2 separate regions of the Mus musculus genome follow, and region 2 is linked to region 1. Evidence: chromatin contacts called from public HiChIP or PLAC-seq data. All regions are on one chromosome and are shown on one strand. Each heading gives the region's core, a stretch centred on a gene start, on an enhancer-like site or on the middle of the called end of the contact. The rest is flanking DNA. Distances are from core to core; before and after follow the strand shown.

Region 1 (3,841 bases), core at 145-2,644:
GTGCACATACACATTTTCACTTATTAATTCAACAAAGACTGAGCATATGTTAAATGCCAGTGTGATGCTAGAAGTGCAAGGGGCTCTTAGATCAGCGGGCCCGTGTCTTCTGGGAGGCCTTCCTGAAAGAAGAGACATTTCAGCTGGGCCTGGGTGGAGGGGAGCCAGAGTATTCCCTGGTAATATTGGTGAACAGAGTGAAATGGGGCATTAAACCCAATCAGACAGGTCTTGAATGCCGAGTGCTGACTTTCTGTTTAGGAACTGAGGAACCATGGAGGTCTCTAAATGGGGACAAGACATGACCACAATGGGAGTGAAGGGACAGGCAAGTCACTCGAGGGCCAGAGTGGGAGGAATGGGAAGGTTGTGGTGACAGCCAGAGAGCTCAGCGGGAAGGTGGAGGGGGTAGTAAGCCTGGGCAGACAGGTCCCATAAACATCATCACCAGGCCCCTAAGTTCCTGCATGGAAGGTTGCATGGTGGTCCCTCCAGCCCTCTGCCCACCCCAGGACTGACCTCTGCAGTGGAACCTCCTCCAATTCCTCCTCCTCTCTGTGGAAGCAGACCAGGCAGAAGGCTGGCACATCATCAGCTGTACAGCCCAGGGGCCAGGCAGGAGGCAGCCGCAGGACAGGGCAGGGGTGACTGTTGGTGGCCGCCACAGCATCATCCCCAGACAGGACGCGGTTCTCTGAGCCAGTGTGCTCCAGGGTCAGCAGCCTGTCGGCCTCAGGACCCCGGACCTGCCTACCTGCCACCTGCGCCTTCTCGCCCACGTTACCCGTTGCCTCGGTGGGTGGAAGAGCCTGTGGCTCTCTTGGGGCTCCTGTCCTGAGGCACGGGATCTGCACTTGAACAGCAGTTATCAGCTGCCTGGACTCAAGAGGTGGCCGGCCGGCAGTGGACCGAGGTCCTATCGCTGCCTCTGGGGAAGTCCTCAGCACCTTAGCTGTCCACTCTGCGGATGCCTGCCAGAGGCAGGAGTGTGAGCCTTCTGTCTGTCTGTCCAGCAATCTGTTCCTCCTAGGTGACCAGCAGGCACAGAGGTGGTTGACAAAGTTTGTCCTCCCCTGCTGGAGTAAGTAGCTCAGTGGCCTGCGGGAGAGCCGATTGACACCTGAAGCTGGGGGGTAGGCAAGGGTCAGGTGAGTCTGACACAGAGTCTACACTGTCCCCAGAAAAAGTTCTGACCCTTGAAGTCAGGTACTGGTTGGCCAGCCTGGGAGCTGCCCTGCTCCCCGATCTCTCTCCTCAGCTCTGGGGCTCAGCCTTGTGGTGGCTGTAGATGGCTGGGCTGTGGGTATTAATAGCTCCACATTCACGCTGAGAAGCCTGGAAGTTAACTCCTTCTCTGCCAGAGCTAGGAGGCTGCGGCTGGCCACTGTAGGGAAGCAAGGACCACGCCTCTGCTGGGAGCCTGGTGTGCTAGCACACACTCCGCAATACCTCCTGCCTGCGAGCCCATGCTGCACAGTCCCTGGGGCTTGGTCAGATGTCCTGTGCCACCTAGACCCTCCATGCACAGGTAGGGAGGATCTGGGTGGGACTCAGAGCTCTGAGCTCCAGGGACCATCCCCCCTACCCCCTACCCCACCCCCAGAGCCGTTCAGTTCACACCTACACTGTCAAGTAACCAAGTCCCTCCACATTCCCAGAAATGAGCATTCTGAGTCTGGGTCCAATTGCATGACCACTTTGAATGGGAGCCAGGGGTGAGGCAGACATTGTTTAGTATGCTCAGCTGGGGTGTGTGTGTGTGTGTGTGTGTGTGTGTGTGTGTACCAGAGTGGGCCTTATTTACCTGTTTCCTTAGCATCATTGTGTATTTATCAGGCACTGGGCGGGACACAGAGGCTCCTCCTCCCTTGGTTGGGCTTGTACCCCAACAGGAGGCGGTCAAGGGGCTTGTGGCTGGTCTGTACAGGGACCAATGAATTAGAAAGGGTGCTTCCCCCAGGCAAGCCCAGGGCACTGCCTGCAGTTGGGACCTCACCTGTGCAGAAACTGACAACACAGACAACCATTCCAGTGGCCCTGGGAGCAGAGGAAACAAAGGATAAAGAAATCAGGCTGTGAAAAGGGCGGGGTGGGAGGGGAGTTAAGCAGGAGGGCTGGGATGGACAGGCAGGTACTTAGAAAGGGGGTTTGAGGAAGAAAAAAAAAAACAAACTTCCAACAAGGTGCCATCAGAGCAGAGACCTACAGGAGAGGGAGGAGCCAACTGAAGATCTAGACTCTAGGGGAGAGCCTTCCTGCAGGAACATAGGCACCAGGGGCCATTTGGGGAGGTGAGTGAGAGGCAGGTAAGGTCTTTAAGCTGGCTTTTTTTGGTATGGAGTAGAGCTTTCCTGGGGGATCAAGAGGCGGGGCAAGACCATCAGAGAAGATGACAGGGTTGTACAGAGCCTTACAAACCAGGAAGAGATAAACATGGTCAGAGGCGTGGGAAGTGTTTGTTCTGAGCCACTCTGCTCACTGTAGGGTGATGAAGAAGAGGGAGGGTGTATGGGAGATGAAGTGGGAATTTGTCTTGAGGCTGAGAACCTGGTGTGTGTCGGGGGCGGTTGGAGATGGAGAGTTAGAAGCCTGGAAGGACTGTCTGAACTGAGTTTCACTAGCTGGAAGAACAGGTCTAGACCTCCTAGGCCAAGAAAAAAAAAAAAGGGCTGGCTCCTGAGCAGTGCACAAAGGACAAGTTGGCAGATAGCAGCTTGGGGCCAGGATCCAGCTCTGCCAACCTAGCATGTTTGAATGGGACGTTGGGCTTTCCTTGTTGCTTAGCCTAAGAGGTGTTCACCCTAACCAATCCTCCCAGGTTCTCTTCCCCTTCTTCTCTTTCTTTTTCCTCCTGACACCCCACTGTGTAGCCCAGGCTGGCCTTGAACTCGTGACTCTCCTGTGGAGGCTTCCCTGACACTGAAATCCACACCTGCCTCTGGGGACAGGGTCTCTTTCTGTGCTGTCTGCTTTGACAGCCTCTTCTTATTTACTCTTCTGGATGGAGCACCGGCTATGAATTGGCCTGTCCCAAGTAGGTGCTTCTTTCTGCGTACTCAAGATTGAGCTGGGGAGATGATCTGGGGGCCCTGGGTCCTCCACAAGCTCTGTGGCAGATTCGATGTGTTGTTTTTTATTTCTGTCCCTGACTGGAGCCACAGGCTTACAGACATACACTGGACTACACTGCACAGCCGAAGAGAACGTGTTCAGAAAGGAGCAGCATTTCCCTTAAGGTTGTGATATTCGGGGGTTCTCTTCCCTCTTTCCCTCTTCAAGGGTTAACCTTGGGTCTCTTGATATGCAAACTTGATAGGGTGCCCCTTCAGAAGGGGGCCATGGAATAGGAAGGGACAGGAGACAGGGTGGTGGAGGTGGAGAGACAGCCCATGTTACAATCTCTGGGGTGAGAGTCAGAGGGGTCAGATTGGCCCTGAACTCTGGATGTCCCTTCCCCCCCTCCCCAGGTCCCACGAGGTTGTCATTTGCAGGTGTTAATTATTCATGAAGCTGTGCTTTGCCTGTTTTAATGCACTCTGATAGCGTTCTTTAGCTAATGGGGAAAATCGATAGGTTTTAATTCTTAGTGGCTGAGAAGCTCTGTCTGTCTCCTGTTTGGGTGACTGAACTAGATCTTGGGTTAGGGGCAGGGTGTGACCTCAGCTCAGGCACAGGAGCCTAAGCCTTCCCCTTCCCTGTCCACACACCAGTGCCTTTCGTCTCCAGACTAGGGAGAGAGGACTGTGGTCACCATGGCATTCCAAACTGCCCCAAACTTCATGAAAAGACTGAATCCTGCATCTCAGCCTTTTGTCATACTCCAGGATGGATGGTCGTCATT
Region 2 (4,170 bases), core at 1,545-4,044, 82 kb before region 1:
TGGGATCACCAAACCCCTGGTGGCAGAAGGAGGGAACACTGGGAAGTTGTGCTCTGACCAACTTCCACTTAGGTAGAGAGCATCACACACCACCCCTCACCTAGGTTTAACAAAAAACAAAATAAAACGAAACAATGTAAAAACAAACAAACTCTTACCATGTCCCTTTTGTTTCCACGAGTCCCACTGTCCTCACTCTCACTTGCTTGTAAATGTTTACAGTTGCGATTCTTCCTGCTAAACAGTTTCTGTTTTTATGTCTTCGTCTGGGAACTCTTTCCAAACACTGACGCCTCTCAATGTGAGTTACGCTTTTCTTCCCATATGCTCTTAAAGCACCCTACACACACTCTAGCTGAGCAGTTGCCACGATCTAGTAAACAGCGCGTTATTTCTGTGCAGCATTTTTAGTTGCTATCTCCCTGAAGCCAGCCCTTAGGTGGCATTCCAGAAAATTCCATGTGCATCGCTGACTTAATATTCTAAGTCTTGATGCCAGCATAATGCCTGAGAAATGGAAGATGCTGAACATGTAATTGTTGAGTGAATGCAAGCAGTCAAAAAAAATTTTTTTACCCCATTGTGAAGAAAAGACTAATCCAAAGAGAGAAAGCAGAGGAAAGATAAGTTCCCTGATTTTATCCATTCAACTACCATCCCCTCAAATTGAATCCGCTCTTCATCTTTAGTATATGGGAGTCACTTATCTATTAGTATATCTATTAGAACTGAAATGGAAAAAAGGAAAACTATCCCATAAAAAGGAAATTTAAGAATGCTTCAGAAATAATGAGGGATTCCAGCCGGTGTTTCCTTTATAGCTTGATCAATGAATAAGAGTTCAGAGGGGCTGGACAGAAGGCTGGGCAGTTCAGAGCACGTGCTATTCTTCCAGAGGAACCAAGTTTGGTTCTTAGCATCCATATGGTACCTCACAACTGTCTGAAACCCCACTTCCAAGGAACCATGCATGCCCTCTTCTGTCTTCTGTGGCACCATGCACACATGTGGTGCACAGACACAGATGTGGGCAAAAATCTCAGACACATAAAGGCAGTAAATGGGGGAGGGGAGTTGCATAGGAATGATTCCCTTAGACTCATGTGTGGGAATACTTGGCCCACAGGAATGGCACTATTAGGAGGTGTGGGCCTGTTGGAGGCAGTGTGTCACTGTGGAAGTGGGCTTTGAGATCTTACATGCTCAAGCTAGGCCTAGCACGGCTTACAGTCTCTCCCTGGTGCCTGTGGATCCAAATGCAGAGCTCTCAGCTCCTTCTCCAGCACCATGTCTGCCTACGTGCTGCCATGCTTCTTGCTATGATGATAATGGACTAAACCTCTGAAACTGTAAGCCTGCCAGCCTCATTTAAATGTTTTCAGGGTTGAAGAGATGGCTCAGTGGTTAAGAGCACTGACTGCTCTTCCAGAGGTTCTGAGTCCAGTTCCCAGCAACCACATGGTGGCTCACAACCATCTGTAATGGGATCCGATGCCCTCTTCTGGTGTGTCTGAAGTCAGCTACAGTGTACTCATATACATTAAAAAAAAAAGCCTCATTTAAATGTTTTCCTTTAAGAGAGTTACTGTGGTCATGGTGTCTCCTTGTAGTAATAGAAAACAGGGGAATTCAAGGCTTGCCCTATCTTGGCACCACAGTTGGGAGGGGTCAGAGGGAGAGAGAAGACATCCTCACCTATGAACTATAAAGAGAGAGAACAGTCTCGTCTTAAACCTGCACGTGCTCATGAAATATTGTTCAACTTTGTTATCTACTTTGTTAAGGAGGTGAAGCAATGGGAGAGGGCAAGAAGGGAGAGCCCAAGAGGCCTATTAATGATCAGGCCACAGACCTGGTGGCTTCTTCAGAGAGCATTGTCACTTCTGTTTGTTGAATAAACACACTGGGACTGACTGTTCTTCCTCAGGCAGCAGTGTTTACTCCCCACCATCTTAAGTGGGCTCTACCGGTTAGCATTCCTTCTAGGCTCCGCCCCACAGTTACCTGGCAACAGCCAGGTGTGCCTAACTCACTGACTCAGTAAAAGGGGCTGCTTGCCCCCTCCTCACTCTCTTGCTCTCTCTTACTCTCAACCTCTTACTCTCTTCCCTCTCTGTCCCTTCTCTCCCCATTCCCCTCCCCCCTCCATGTGTTCATGGCTGGCCTCTTCCCTCTCCCTCTCCCTCTCCCTCTCCCTCTCCCTCTCCCTCTCCCTCTCCCTCTCCCTCTCCCTCCTCCTCCCCCTCCCCCCTCCCCCTCCCCCTCCTTCTCCCTCTCTCCCTTTCTCTGTCTCTACTCTGTCAGCTATACTCCCCATGCCCTGAATAAGCTCTATTCCATATTATATCCATCATATGGTTGGTCCCTCAGGGGGAAGGGATGCCTCAGCATGGGCCCGCAGAGGCACCCCCTTCAACCTCACCATACCTCACTCTACCAAACATATCCTGGTTCTTTCTTTTTTTTATAGAAAACACCATGTACCGACCACAGCCCTGCTTCCTGTCTCTATTTGTTTCCTGCTTTCCTTCTTCAAGGTTGTTCTTCCATCTCATGGTTATGTGACAAATTCAACAAATACCTTTTATTTTATTAACAAAAAATTTTGGCTGCTTGATTTCAAGGCTCAGTGTTTCCACTTATAGCCTTAGTTATCTTAAACTGTGCTGGCATTGAAGACCACAGAGTGGACCGATTTCAGAGCTGCATAGAATTTCACACAGTAACGTATTCTGTGCACACCCTCATCCAACTCTCACTGGCGGAGTGGATCCTATCTTGCGGGCACTGGAACCACAGAAGCAGAGGTGACTCCGCATGACAGAGCTACTCTGAAATCCTGTCATTTTGTAGATGAAGGCAGGGGCACGATCTGTTCCTCAGTGAAAGGACAATGGAGATCCTGTACGTTCTGGGAGAATTTATTCTCACCATGGTACTATTCACTGACTTTCCTTATGTACACAAACAGCTTCCCCTGATTGCTCAGTGGGGCAAAACCACATTACCAAAGAACCAGACTTCAAGTGCTCATCACCGTCCTGAAATTGGTTTAAGAGGTGGATGTTTATTTGTTTTTGTTTTTTCGAAGACAAGATTTGTTTGTGTAGCCTTGGCTGTCCTAGGACTCACTCTATAGACCAGAATGACCTTGAACTCACAGAGATCTGCCTGCCTCTGCCTCCCAAGTGGTGGGATTAAGGGCATGTGCTACCCACCTCCCCCCCCCCCCCCAAGGTGGACATTCTTTTTTGTTTGTTTGTTTGTTTTTGAGACAGGGTTTCTATGTATAGCCAACTCAGAAATCCACCTGCCTCTGCCTCCCAAGTGGTGGGATTAAAGGCATGCGCCACCACCACCCGGCTTTGGTGGACATTCTTAATACAGGAATTCCTGAGGTTAGATACTGTGATGGTTTAAAAATGCTTGACCCAGAAAGTGGCACTACTAGAAGGTGTGGTCTTGCTGGAGTAGGTATGACACTGTGGGTGTGGGCTTAAGACTCTCACCTTAGCTTCTTAGAAGTCAGTCTTCTACTAGCAGCCTTCAGATGAAGATGTAGAACTCTCAGCTCCTCCTACACTGTACCTGCTTAGATGCTGCCAATCTCCCATCCTGATGATAATGGACTGAACCTCTGAACCTGTAAGCCAGTCCCAAATGTACGTTGTACTTTATAAGACAACGTACTTGGTCATGATGTCTGTTCACAGCAGTAAAACCCTAACTAAGACAGATACCAAGTCACAAAAACCCTACCCACTTAGTGCTGTGGGAATGACCGCCATGACTACAGTAAAGACTCTTGCATGAAAGACACAGTAAATTATCAGCGAATCCATCTCCCCAACTCTGCACAGAACTATCTGGTGCAATAGGAATCTTTTAACTCTTTTTTTTTTTTTTTTTTTTTTTTTTTTTTTTTTTTTTTTTTTTTTTGGTTTTTCGAGACAGGGTTTCTCTGTATAGCCCTAGCTGTCCTGGAACTCACTTTGTAGACCAGGCTGGCCTCGAACTCAGAAATCCACCTGCCTCTGCCTCCCAAGTGCTGGGATTAAAGGCGTGCGCCACCACGCCCGGCGGAATCTTTTAACTCTTAATTCTACAACAGTCTCATGGAATATCTTTTGGCAATCTAATATTAATGCTATTAAAAACTAAAGGAATTCA

The links. HiChIP or PLAC-seq counts read pairs in DNA pulled down with a chosen protein or histone mark.
Region 2: an H3K27ac HiChIP or PLAC-seq map of embryonic stem cells shows a contact between it and region 1, with 6 read pairs. The contact joins the enhancer-like site here to the promoter of 1700123J17Rik in region 1. A contact is called at or near these places in 2 of 484 Hi-C or Micro-C datasets (the G1E-ER4 cell line and embryonic stem cells), 2 of 115 datasets of contacts at active chromatin or transcription factors (embryonic stem cells and memory CD8 T cells) and 2 of 9 other capture datasets (adipose tissue and liver).

What each region holds. Positions count from the first base shown.
Region 1 is chr7:126,245,791-126,249,631 of GRCm38.p6, reverse strand. 1700123J17Rik (RIKEN cDNA 1700123J17 gene) reads left to right here and starts at 1,394. Exons shown (of 5, transcript NR_131046.1): 1 at 1,394-1,528. It also overlaps a transcript of Sbk1 not described here.
Region 2 is chr7:126,328,720-126,332,889 of GRCm38.p6, reverse strand. No RefSeq gene overlaps it. Among named protein-coding and RNA genes, the nearest start is that of Gm30928, 21 kb to the left of the region's middle. Within about 2 kb of position 2,794, at least 39 of the 459 cell types and tissues checked have an H3K27ac peak or open chromatin away from gene starts, as enhancers often do. A contact at or near this core is called in embryonic stem cells, where this site is marked.